Linked DNA regions of Ovis aries: region 1 is linked to region 2. The links are chromatin contacts, called in public Hi-C maps. All regions are on one chromosome and are shown on one strand. Each heading gives the region's core, a stretch centred on a gene start, on an enhancer-like site or on the middle of the called end of the contact. The rest is flanking DNA. Distances are from core to core; before and after follow the strand shown. Region 1 holds the start of UBE2R2 (ubiquitin conjugating enzyme E2 R2). Region 2 overlaps UBAP2 (ubiquitin associated protein 2).

Region 1 (4,381 bases), core at 893-3,392, 110 kb before region 2:
GTACAGCATTGTTGATATTATGTGCTCTTGATATGATGTGATGAAAATATTTTTCTCCTGGGATCTCTTCCCCTGTGGGCATGCTCAGTTGCTCAGTCATGTCAGACTCTTTGCCATCCCACAGACTGTAGCCAGCTAAGCTCCTCTGTCTACAGAATTTTCTAGGCAAGAATATTGGGGTAGGCTGCCATTTCCTCCTCCAGGTGATCTTCCTGACCCGAGGATTGAACCAGCATCTGGTTCAATGCATTCACAGGCAGATTAGGATTCTTTACCACTGAGCCACCTGGGAAGCCCAAACTCCAGTTTAATCATGAGAAAAACATCACAAATTCTACCTGAGGGATATTCTAAAGTATACTTGACCAGTACTGTTCAAAACTTCCAAAGTCATCAAAAACAAGGAAAGTCTGAGAAATTTTCATAGTTAAGAGGAGCCTTAATAAAATATGAAAACTAAATATAGGAAAAAAAAAATAGTATCTAGGATGGGATCCTGGAAGAGAATAGGGACATTAGGTAAAATCTAAGGAAATGTGAGTAACTAAAATTTTAGTTAATAATATATCAACATTGGTTCATTAATTGTAATAAATGTACTACACTAATGTGAGATGTTAATAAGGGGAAATTGGATGCCAAGTATATGGAAATTATCTGTACTATTTTCTCTGCTTTTTTTTTTTTTAAGTCTATTAAAAAATGGAGGGGGTGGTAACCAGAATATAACTATGCCTTAAAATTTTTTTAATTTTTTAAATTTTAATTTTATTTTTTTACTTTACAATACTGTATTGGTTTCGCCATACATTGACATGAATCCACCACAGGTGTACATGAGTTCCCAACCCTGAATCCCCCTCCCATTTTTTCTTAAAGTTCCTATTTATGGAGTGTTTACCATATGCTGGTCATTGTGCTAAACTCTGTACATGGATGATTTAATTTTTATAATTGTTTATATGTTAGGCATAATTAACCTCTTTTACAGAAGCTGATGAAAAGGAAGTGGTAATATAATATAAATGGTGGAGCCAGGATTGGAACCAGGGATGTTTCTGATCCCAGAATTCTAAATGTGTGGAACTCACAGTATCCTGCCTTTTCTAGAAAATGTTCAGTTTTCATAGGACAGGCCTTCCAAAGAGAAACAGGGCCTAAATTATGGGATTGTAGACAATTTCCACATCTCACTTCACTCATGATTATTTTCAAAGAACCCCAGGTCTAAGATCTGCAGGGGGTCAAAGTTCAACCAAGTACCTCATTTTACAAATGGGTAAATGGAGGATAGCCACAGCATTTGTCCCAAATCACACAGCAAGGGCCAAGAACCCAGGTTCAGTCTGTATGATTATTTCTCTTTTTATTTCCCACAGCTTCCTCTTTGTAGTTAAGGGAAGTAGAAACTGACCTATCTGCTTTCCCCATTTCTCGGATGGGAAACTGCACTTCAACCCCCTAAGTTGGCAACACGCTGCTCTCCAAAGACACAATGGCATGAGGACTGGATCCGTAGAAATGTCAGGACGCTTGTTCCCAACGACAAAACCCGCACTGTCAGCACATCCTTGTCAAGCACCTACTGAGTGCTGGGACGACAGACCGTGTGTTACGGCGGGGTGGGGAGGGGACGTTAGGCCTGTAGAGGATCAGGGCTCTTAGGAAGACAACTGCGGGAGGCCTGAGGGTACAAGTAGGGGGAGGAGGGCGATGACAGCTCTAGGACAGAGGTCCCTTCCGGGGCGCGCCTTTGGAAACGTAACGTCAAGCCGCACAACCATCATTTTGGGGACAAGGGCACCCCCAGGGGCCACCCTCAAACCCCGGCCTCACCGTCACCCCCCACTGCCGCTTGGCCCTTTAAGGGCGGGGGACGCGCGCCGGCGTCACAAAGCGCCGCCACCTGGCGGGGTGGTGGAGAGGAGGCGGGGAAGTGGGAGGAGTAGGAGGGGGAGGAGGGAGAGGAGGGCGGCAGGGGCAGAGGAGGTGGGGAGGGAGAGGAGGGAGGGAGGGGCGCGCGCACGCGCGTCGCGTCGCTCGCCGCCTAGAGCCGCTCTCGGCCAAGAGCCGCCCTCCCTCCCGACGCGCGCCCCTCCTCCCTCCCGACGCGCGCCCCTCCTCCCTCCCTTCTTCTTCTCAGCTTCGTCGCTCCCGCGGCGCGAGGCGCTCTCGCTCTTCTCCTCCTCCTCCTCCGCCGTCGCCCCTCCCCCCGCGCAGCCGCCGCCGCCGCCGCCGCCGCAGCCGCGAGACCCCCGCGTGTCGCGCTTCCCCCGCCCTTCGGCCCCTCGCGCCCTTCGGCCCCGGCGGCCCCCGAGGAGAACAAGAGAGCGAGCGAGCGCGGCGCTCCCGGGCCATCCCGGCCCGGTCTCCTCACCGTCGCCGGCCTTTCGCCGCCTTCCTCCGCTTCCACCTCTTCTCCCCCCCCCACCGCCAACCAAGTTGAGGCCCCCTCCGGGGGGGGGAGGCCCGAGACCCGGAGCGAATTTCAACTCTCTCCACCCCTCCCCCCACCCCGGCCCGAGTGTGAGGAGAAGGGCCCGGCCCGGCCCGCGTCGTGTGTGAGGAGGAACCGGGCCGGCCCACGGGCCGTGTGGGGCCTGGTCCGGGCCGCCGGGTGTGTGAAGACAGGGGCCCGGAGCGGCCCGGCAGAGGGAGAGCGGAGGGGAGGGGCCTGGTCCGGCCCGGCTGGTGCGTGAGGACTGGGGCCCCGGCCCGGCGCCGCCGCCGCCGCGATGGCCCAGCAGCAGATGACCAGTTCGCAGAAGGCCCTGATGCTCGAGCTGAAATCCCTGCAGGAGGAACCGGTGGAGGGCTTCCGGATCACCCTGGTGGATGAATCCGACCTCTACAACTGGGAGGTTGCCATCTTCGGACCCCCTAACACGCTCTACGAAGGCGGCTACTTCAAGGTACCCGCAACCCCGCTCAGGCTTCCCCGGGCGGAGGCCGCAGTTTTCGGCTGTTTTCCCGGCCGAGAGTGGGAGCGCGGGGGAGCGGAGGGGGCTCCTCACCTCTGCAGCCCCCTCCCCCCATCCGTGGAGGCAGGAAGGCCTCGCTTGCTCACCCGGTGCCTTTTCTTTGTCATGGGGGCGGGGGCGGGAGGCCAGCCTGCACCGGGAAATAGGAAAGCCTCTGTGGCTAGGGTAGTGGCTACCGGAGGAGGAGGGGGGAGGTCTTTGTTTTGTTTCCCCCGCCGAGGGTGTACGGAAAGAAAGGGATCCCCCACGGCCTCCCATCAGAACCATCTCTGCGCCGGCTGGAACTACCCCAGAGGGCAGAGTGACCTGCACTTACGGGATTGGACCTTTTTTTGGGGGTGGGGGGGTGGGGTAGGAGGGTGGGGGAGGGGTATCGGCCTGTCATTCCAGAGGCTGCCTACTGACCTGACATTTTGGGGATTTGAGGGCTTCTTGCATATAGTGGTGGTTCCAACTTCGCATTCCAGTGGGTGGTAATGGAGAATAGGACCCTAGGGGTGGTAAACAAGGGCGCCTGCGTTTTCTTGCCATCAGCCACTTGAGGGAACTCGAATTTAGCCCTCTTTCTGTCCTCATTTTCTATTTACTTCAATGCTGTTTCAAAATGCCCTTTGTCCTCACCCTGCCACCAACTTTACTGCACTCACCCCCGCCTTCCCCGGCCTCCCGTGTAGAAATATCCACTGAGGGCGGAACATGTTGTATAGGGAGATTGATGATTTCCCACTTCAGGGAGACAAAATTGAAACCTTTTGCTTAGATGGCTAACTCTAGCAAACGGGGAGAGGGGGGTGGTCTCACAGGTGAAGAGTGACATCTGCGGTGGGATGGTTTCACAAAGTAGGACCGATCCTTAGCGACCGTAGTTATACTTTCTATTGTTTTCCAAGATGTTAGAACAGTGGTTTTTATCATTCCTGAATCCAGTAGTTTTTTCAGTTTCCAAATAGATAGTTGGAAATATTGAGGGTCTTTTGTTTTTGTTTTTATTTAACCATTTTTTAAGGGGAAAATCACAGATTGAAGGTCGAAGTTTTAAATGATGGGGGACAGAGAGGAAATGAGTACTTAAGAATTCTTTTAAGTTAATTTTTTTTATTTCCAAAATTAAGTAAAATAGGTCTGTGAGTCAGTCTTAGTTTGTTTTGAAGGGAGGGGCTATCTTGGCATAAGTTTTAAATGAGTATCTTAGTCATGTAGTTACGTGTGTTTTTAAGGACTGCCCAGTTAGTTTAGTTTCTACTCTTCTAAAGGTAGAAGCCTCAGTTTCAGGCTTGAGATTGGGTCTGTTTTGTATAAATGTGAAGAATTGATTGTGGAATGTTTACTATTCATGTCTGTGATAGTCACTTAATAGCTGATTAGAAGCATGCGTTTAGTATTTAGAATATTGTATATAC
Region 2 (4,899 bases), core at 505-3,004:
GGAGAGAAGGTGGTCAAGGCTGCAGCGGACCACCATCACCCCCACCTGGGTGCGCAGGGCCAGGTAGCCGCTGCCTCCGACAGCTCACCTGAGCATCCTGCGGGAGGTGGTGGTGCAGCAGCTGCGAGGGAGGCTGCTGGTGTGCGGGCAGGATGTGCAGGAACGGCGGGGGCGCGTACCCGGGCGCTGCTCCAGGGGCCAGGGGCCCGGTAGAGCCCAAGGCTGAGGGCAAGCTGAATGGGGGTGGAGTCCCTGCATGAAATCCCTGCTTGTCAAATGTCTGCAGGGCAGAGAGACAACAGTGAGGGCCGGCCAGGCGGCACCTGCCCGAGCCTGGCCCTCCAGCGCCAGGCCCCGCTCACCTGAGTCTTGTTGTAGACAGACCCAGTCATATCAGGAAGGCCAGAGGTGCTCGAAGTCGCCGACACTCCTGGAAGGAAAAGCGGTGGGTGGTTCCCATGGCAGCAGGGCCCAGCTCCAGTCTCCCCCACCTCCAGAGGCCCTCTGGGGTGGCCTCGCCTGAGGAGTCAGGGTGGGAGACAACTGCTTTGGGCCTCAGTCCCGGATGGAAGGGAGTGATGCTACCTTTGCCAGGCCCAGAGCCTGTAGCCTTGTTCTGTGTCTGTGATGATCCACCATAGCCACCCTTGCTGTAGTCTCCGGCTGCAGTGCCGGGGGTCAGGTCGTCATAACCTAGCGTGGCAGGGACAAGAGGCGTGTGTGAGCTTGGTGAGCCAGTCCTGCCCGTGCCTCTCTGGGCTGGGAGCGCCCCTCACCTGTGCCGTAGCTGTGCTGGCCGTAACCACTGGCCTGCTGGAAAGGGGTGCTGGGGGTGCTGAGGCTCACACCATGCTGCTTAGCTGAAGCCGGAGGGACCTGGGTGAGGGAAAAGCAGCAGAGGCATTAGTGGAGAACAGAGTGAGGGGAGAAGGTCGCCCAGCTCAGCCTCGGGCAGCAGGTGGCACAACCACCAGGAACGTGTCATTACTAGTGCCACACCCGCTAGGTCTCCAAGTAGATGAAACAGGAACCCCAGCCTTGACCCATTCTTCAAGGCCAGGTGAGCCCAAGTGGGGACCTGTCCCCCCTCCCTGCTTCTGCTCCCTGGAGCTGGAGGAACACCCCCACCGATACTCACAAACATGGTGGGCCCATACTGGAAGGCACTGGGCACGCCTGTGTAGTAGGGGAGGCCAGTGTAGCTGTAGCCAGGCGGCAGGGCGGGACTCAGAAAGGGCTGCTGAGCTGTGTGGTGGGCCTGGGACTGGCTCTGCTGTGGCTGAGCCAGGGTGGTGGGGGGTGCAGGGGACGCAGAGTCACCTCGGCCAAACTTGGTGACATCACCTAGGGGAACAGGGGCACTGATGCAGTCCCCACCCCTCATCCCAGCAGGAGGAAAAAGTCAGACAGGCCCCTGCAAATAGGAACAGGGCTGGCTGCTGGCTCAACAACAGGAAGCTGGCAGGTCTCTGCAGCCCTTCCATTTGTTTCCAGGCTCCTGGGATGGGCCACGGGCCAGCCCTTTGAGCAGCCCCTACTCCTAACCCCCTGAAGACGACTAACCTGAATACGGGTTATTAGTGAGGCTCCCATCTCGACTGGCGAGGGCTGGGGGTGTAGCGAAAGGGATCCCATAGTAATCCTAGGAGAGACCAGAGGCTCGGTCAGCGGAATGGCCTCACCCGTTCCTAGGACTGAGGGCCCGGCAGGCAGCTGGGTGCTCCAGGGAAGGCCACGTTCCTGACTGGACCACCAGAGGGCAGCACTCGGGAAATAAAAACAAATGGTGCCCTTTAGAGTTGTGGTAGCCACGCAGCACGCAGACTCACTGACCAGTCCCTCAGCCTTCCCCGGCAGAGCCACTGGATCCCAATCACACAATATGATCCTGGGCTGAAGATGCTGTGGATTTCCTTGGAGATTTCCTGGCAATAAAGCCAGTGGATCCAGAGGAGGGTGTGGGTGCTTTTCCGGGACACTGCTGCCTATGAGGAAAGCAGGAGGGCTTTCCCTCAGCTCAGAGGCCCCAGGTGCAGAATGTCGAGGACTGGCAAAGCCCTGGGTGTTAAGGGTCAGGGCGGGCCTCCCCTCCTCCACAGGGCTTCACTGTGTTTCACCTCTGCGCACACACTTCGAGCTCTTGTGCAGTGTCCGGGCTGTTAGGATAGAGGGCTGGTCTCTCCTAGCTCAGGACTGACGTGTGCCTGCCTGTAATTGCTGCCCTGACCTGTTAAACCCTTGAGGCTCCTCCTCCCCCCCTCAGGTTTCTACTTGTCCAGGTAACTTTCCTAGCTGTCCATTAGAGTCCCTCTCACTGGAGAAGGCACTGAATTCATTTGGCCCATGACCCTCAGCAGCATCCACCTGTGACATAAAATGGCTGAGAGGAGGGGGTGCTAGGAAAGCACAGCTGGTACGGTTCAAGTGGGGACAGGCCTGCAGGAAACCCAGGAGGCGGTGCTCTTTCACAGAAGAAAACCCGAAGATGGAAACGAGCAAAAACACACCAGAGCCTAGGAAACGACCAAGGGGAAAGAGAAATCTCTACCTCGAAAGGCAGGCTTACAAGCGATTTCTTCTAAGGCACAAAAAGATGAACGGAGTATGAAGCAGGACGACTCCCGGGCCTGGAATCCCACCAAGCCACTCTGAGTGGCCTGACCCAGCGCCACACAGACTCGTCTTTCAGAACCAGCTCCCACGTTCCATCCCTGAGGCCCTGGGGCTGCGAGGTTTCCTGAGTGTCAGGAGGACCTGGGCCGCGTTTCCTGATTTCCCTGCGAAGCCCTAGGGCTTAAGGCATCCCCAGAAACCCCAAGTTCTGTTTTACACCATAGAAATCTGCCAGGACGTCCTCAATACCTTTCTGGGCCCTCTGGGGATGTGGGCAGAAAGCCCCACAGGCCCTCAGGCAGTAGCATGGGTTTGCAGTGGCTGCTGGTTTGCACACTGGGGAAGAGCAGCCCAGCTCCAAGCCTCAGGAAATACTCCAGCAGATGAAAGAGTCTCCCAAGAGAAACAAGCTTCAGCCACTGGGCCCGGTGCCCACAGCTCCCTAAGCTCTCTGCGGTCAGCCCAGAGCAGGCAACACTACTTGTGGAGGCCACCTCACCCTGCACAGAGTGTCGGGGTTGGGGGGCAGGGGGCACTCCACTCCAGTCTTCAGTCTGACAAAGGACACCTCACCTTCACTTGGGGAAAAGGAAAGCCCGTGCCCAACAGAGCTGACATCAGTGTCCAGATAGCATTACTCCCTGACAACGTGACAGATGCCCAGACCGCTGAGAATGAGCAGGAGTCTGCTCAGCAGCAGACCAAGAAGGGGGCGGCAGGACAGGAGCCTGCAGGCTGTCCAGACAGGGCGCATGCCTCCTCATGTCCCGCTCCTGCACTGCATCCTGTTCATGCGGCCACATCCCAGAGTGCCTCATCCTGGGAGCAAGGGCCGAGACAGACAGGCAACACTGACCTCAGAGTGAGGCTGCAGCAATCAGAGAGAACCCAGGGCCAGCAATCTTACAAACAGATGGCAGGCTACACCTGGAAGGGCCCTTTGCTCCAGCCACTCACTCCAAAGAATGACACTGCCATCACCGATGGCCACTGCAGAAGCTAGACACTAGATGGCACTCTGAAGGACAGGACTTTATAAAAAGCCTAGGGACAGGCAAGTAACCCCATATCCTGGTCGGTTGTTTTGTTTTTAATGGGGGGAGGCTTAAGGGGAGAGAAGGACCCACATTTGCTAGAGGCACTGCCTACTGGGGCCCAGGTCCCAAAGAACTTCAAGGTGCCCAGACTATAGCTGCTCCAGGCACCACCATCACAGCAGCTTTCCCAGCTGCGGTGCTGAGGGAGTCCTCAGGCGGGACGTGTCCCGAGGGCCAGCCAGCAGGTAGGGTACGTGAGACTCAGAGCCTGAAGCCCCCAGCCTCCCCCAAACCCCACTCACCATTGGCAGCCGTGACTGCAGCATCTGGAGCTCGTCATAGCCGTAAATCTGCTTGGGGACACAAAAGCTGTAAGAGGCCACAGGCCACCCCATATGGGGCCAAAAACAAGGCTGGAGGTGGAGGACACATGCAGGAAGGAGATGGGGACGAGCTGCTGTGGGCAGATGCCCCACCTTGACTGAGTCCAGCTAGAGAAAGGCCCAGGGTCTGAGGGCAGAGCTGCCCTCAGGGGCAACGGGGGCAACTCAAGACCCCCCAAGGCCAGCTGGGCTGAGGGAAGCCGGGAGTGCTCACCGGGTAGGCAGGAAGCAGTCCTCCGGGGCCCACGAGGTACTGGTTGTGCAGCAGGGGAGGCACCCCCTGAGGCAGGTTAGGGGGCGCTTTGCCTACAGGGCAAAAATCAAATGAAGTAATGCGGCCCCCACACGAGTACAATTCCTCAGCTTCTGGGGCATAGCAGAACGCAGCAGACTGGGTAGCCCCAAGACAGGGACAGGCTGGGCCGCAGGGGGTGAGCTGCTGGCAAACCACTGTCGGCTGGGCCCACGCAGCCTGCCCAGGTCTGGCTGATGGGCAGTCACACAAAGTGACCAGGAGCAGCCCATGAGAGCTGCCCCCTCATCTCAGCTGCAGGGATGAGTGAGGGCAGGAAAGAATGGACCACTCCAAGCAGAAAGGCTGCCGGAAATCCTGTCCAGGGAGCATCCTCCCTGGCAAAACTGATTTCACCATCAGCCAGGATCTGGCCCCCACCCCAATCCCAGCTCTGGAAGAACCAGGCCTCAGGAGGTCAGTGGGACAGAAAAGAACCCCACAGGGGCTGAGCCGGACACAGCTGTGCGCTTTCAATGCCTGTGAACCCCCATGGCTGCCCACCGGGGCCTCCTCCCAGGCCACGGGGACACACCTGAGGTCATCAAAGGCGCAGCCCTGGTGCTGCTGCTGG

Evidence for each region. A called contact is a pair of places that touch in the nucleus more often than the background predicts.
Region 1: a contact with region 2 is called in a Hi-C map of liver, with 3 times the contacts expected there. The contact joins the promoter of UBE2R2 here to the enhancer-like site in region 2. A contact is called at or near these places in 3 of 16 Hi-C or Micro-C datasets (hypothalamus, liver and muscle).

The regions. Positions count from the first base shown.
Region 1 is chr2:37,686,833-37,691,213 of ARS-UI_Ramb_v3.0, reverse strand. It overlaps UBE2R2 (ubiquitin conjugating enzyme E2 R2), which reads left to right and starts at 2,142. Exons shown (of 4, transcript XM_042243095.2): 1 at 2,142-2,912. The coding sequence starts at 2,736.
Region 2 is chr2:37,580,731-37,585,629 of ARS-UI_Ramb_v3.0, reverse strand. UBAP2 (ubiquitin associated protein 2) reads right to left here. Exons shown (of 28, transcript XM_060409145.1): 19 at 4,861-4,899; 20 at 4,248-4,339; 21 at 3,953-4,000; 22 at 1,564-1,642; 23 at 1,139-1,344; 24 at 777-876; 25 at 586-693; 26 at 363-430; 27 at 89-280. Among named protein-coding and RNA genes, the nearest start is that of UBE2R2, 110 kb to the left of the region's middle. Within about 2 kb of position 1,754, at least 17 of the 54 cell types and tissues checked have an H3K27ac peak or open chromatin away from gene starts, as enhancers often do. A contact at or near this core is called in hypothalamus and liver, where this site is marked.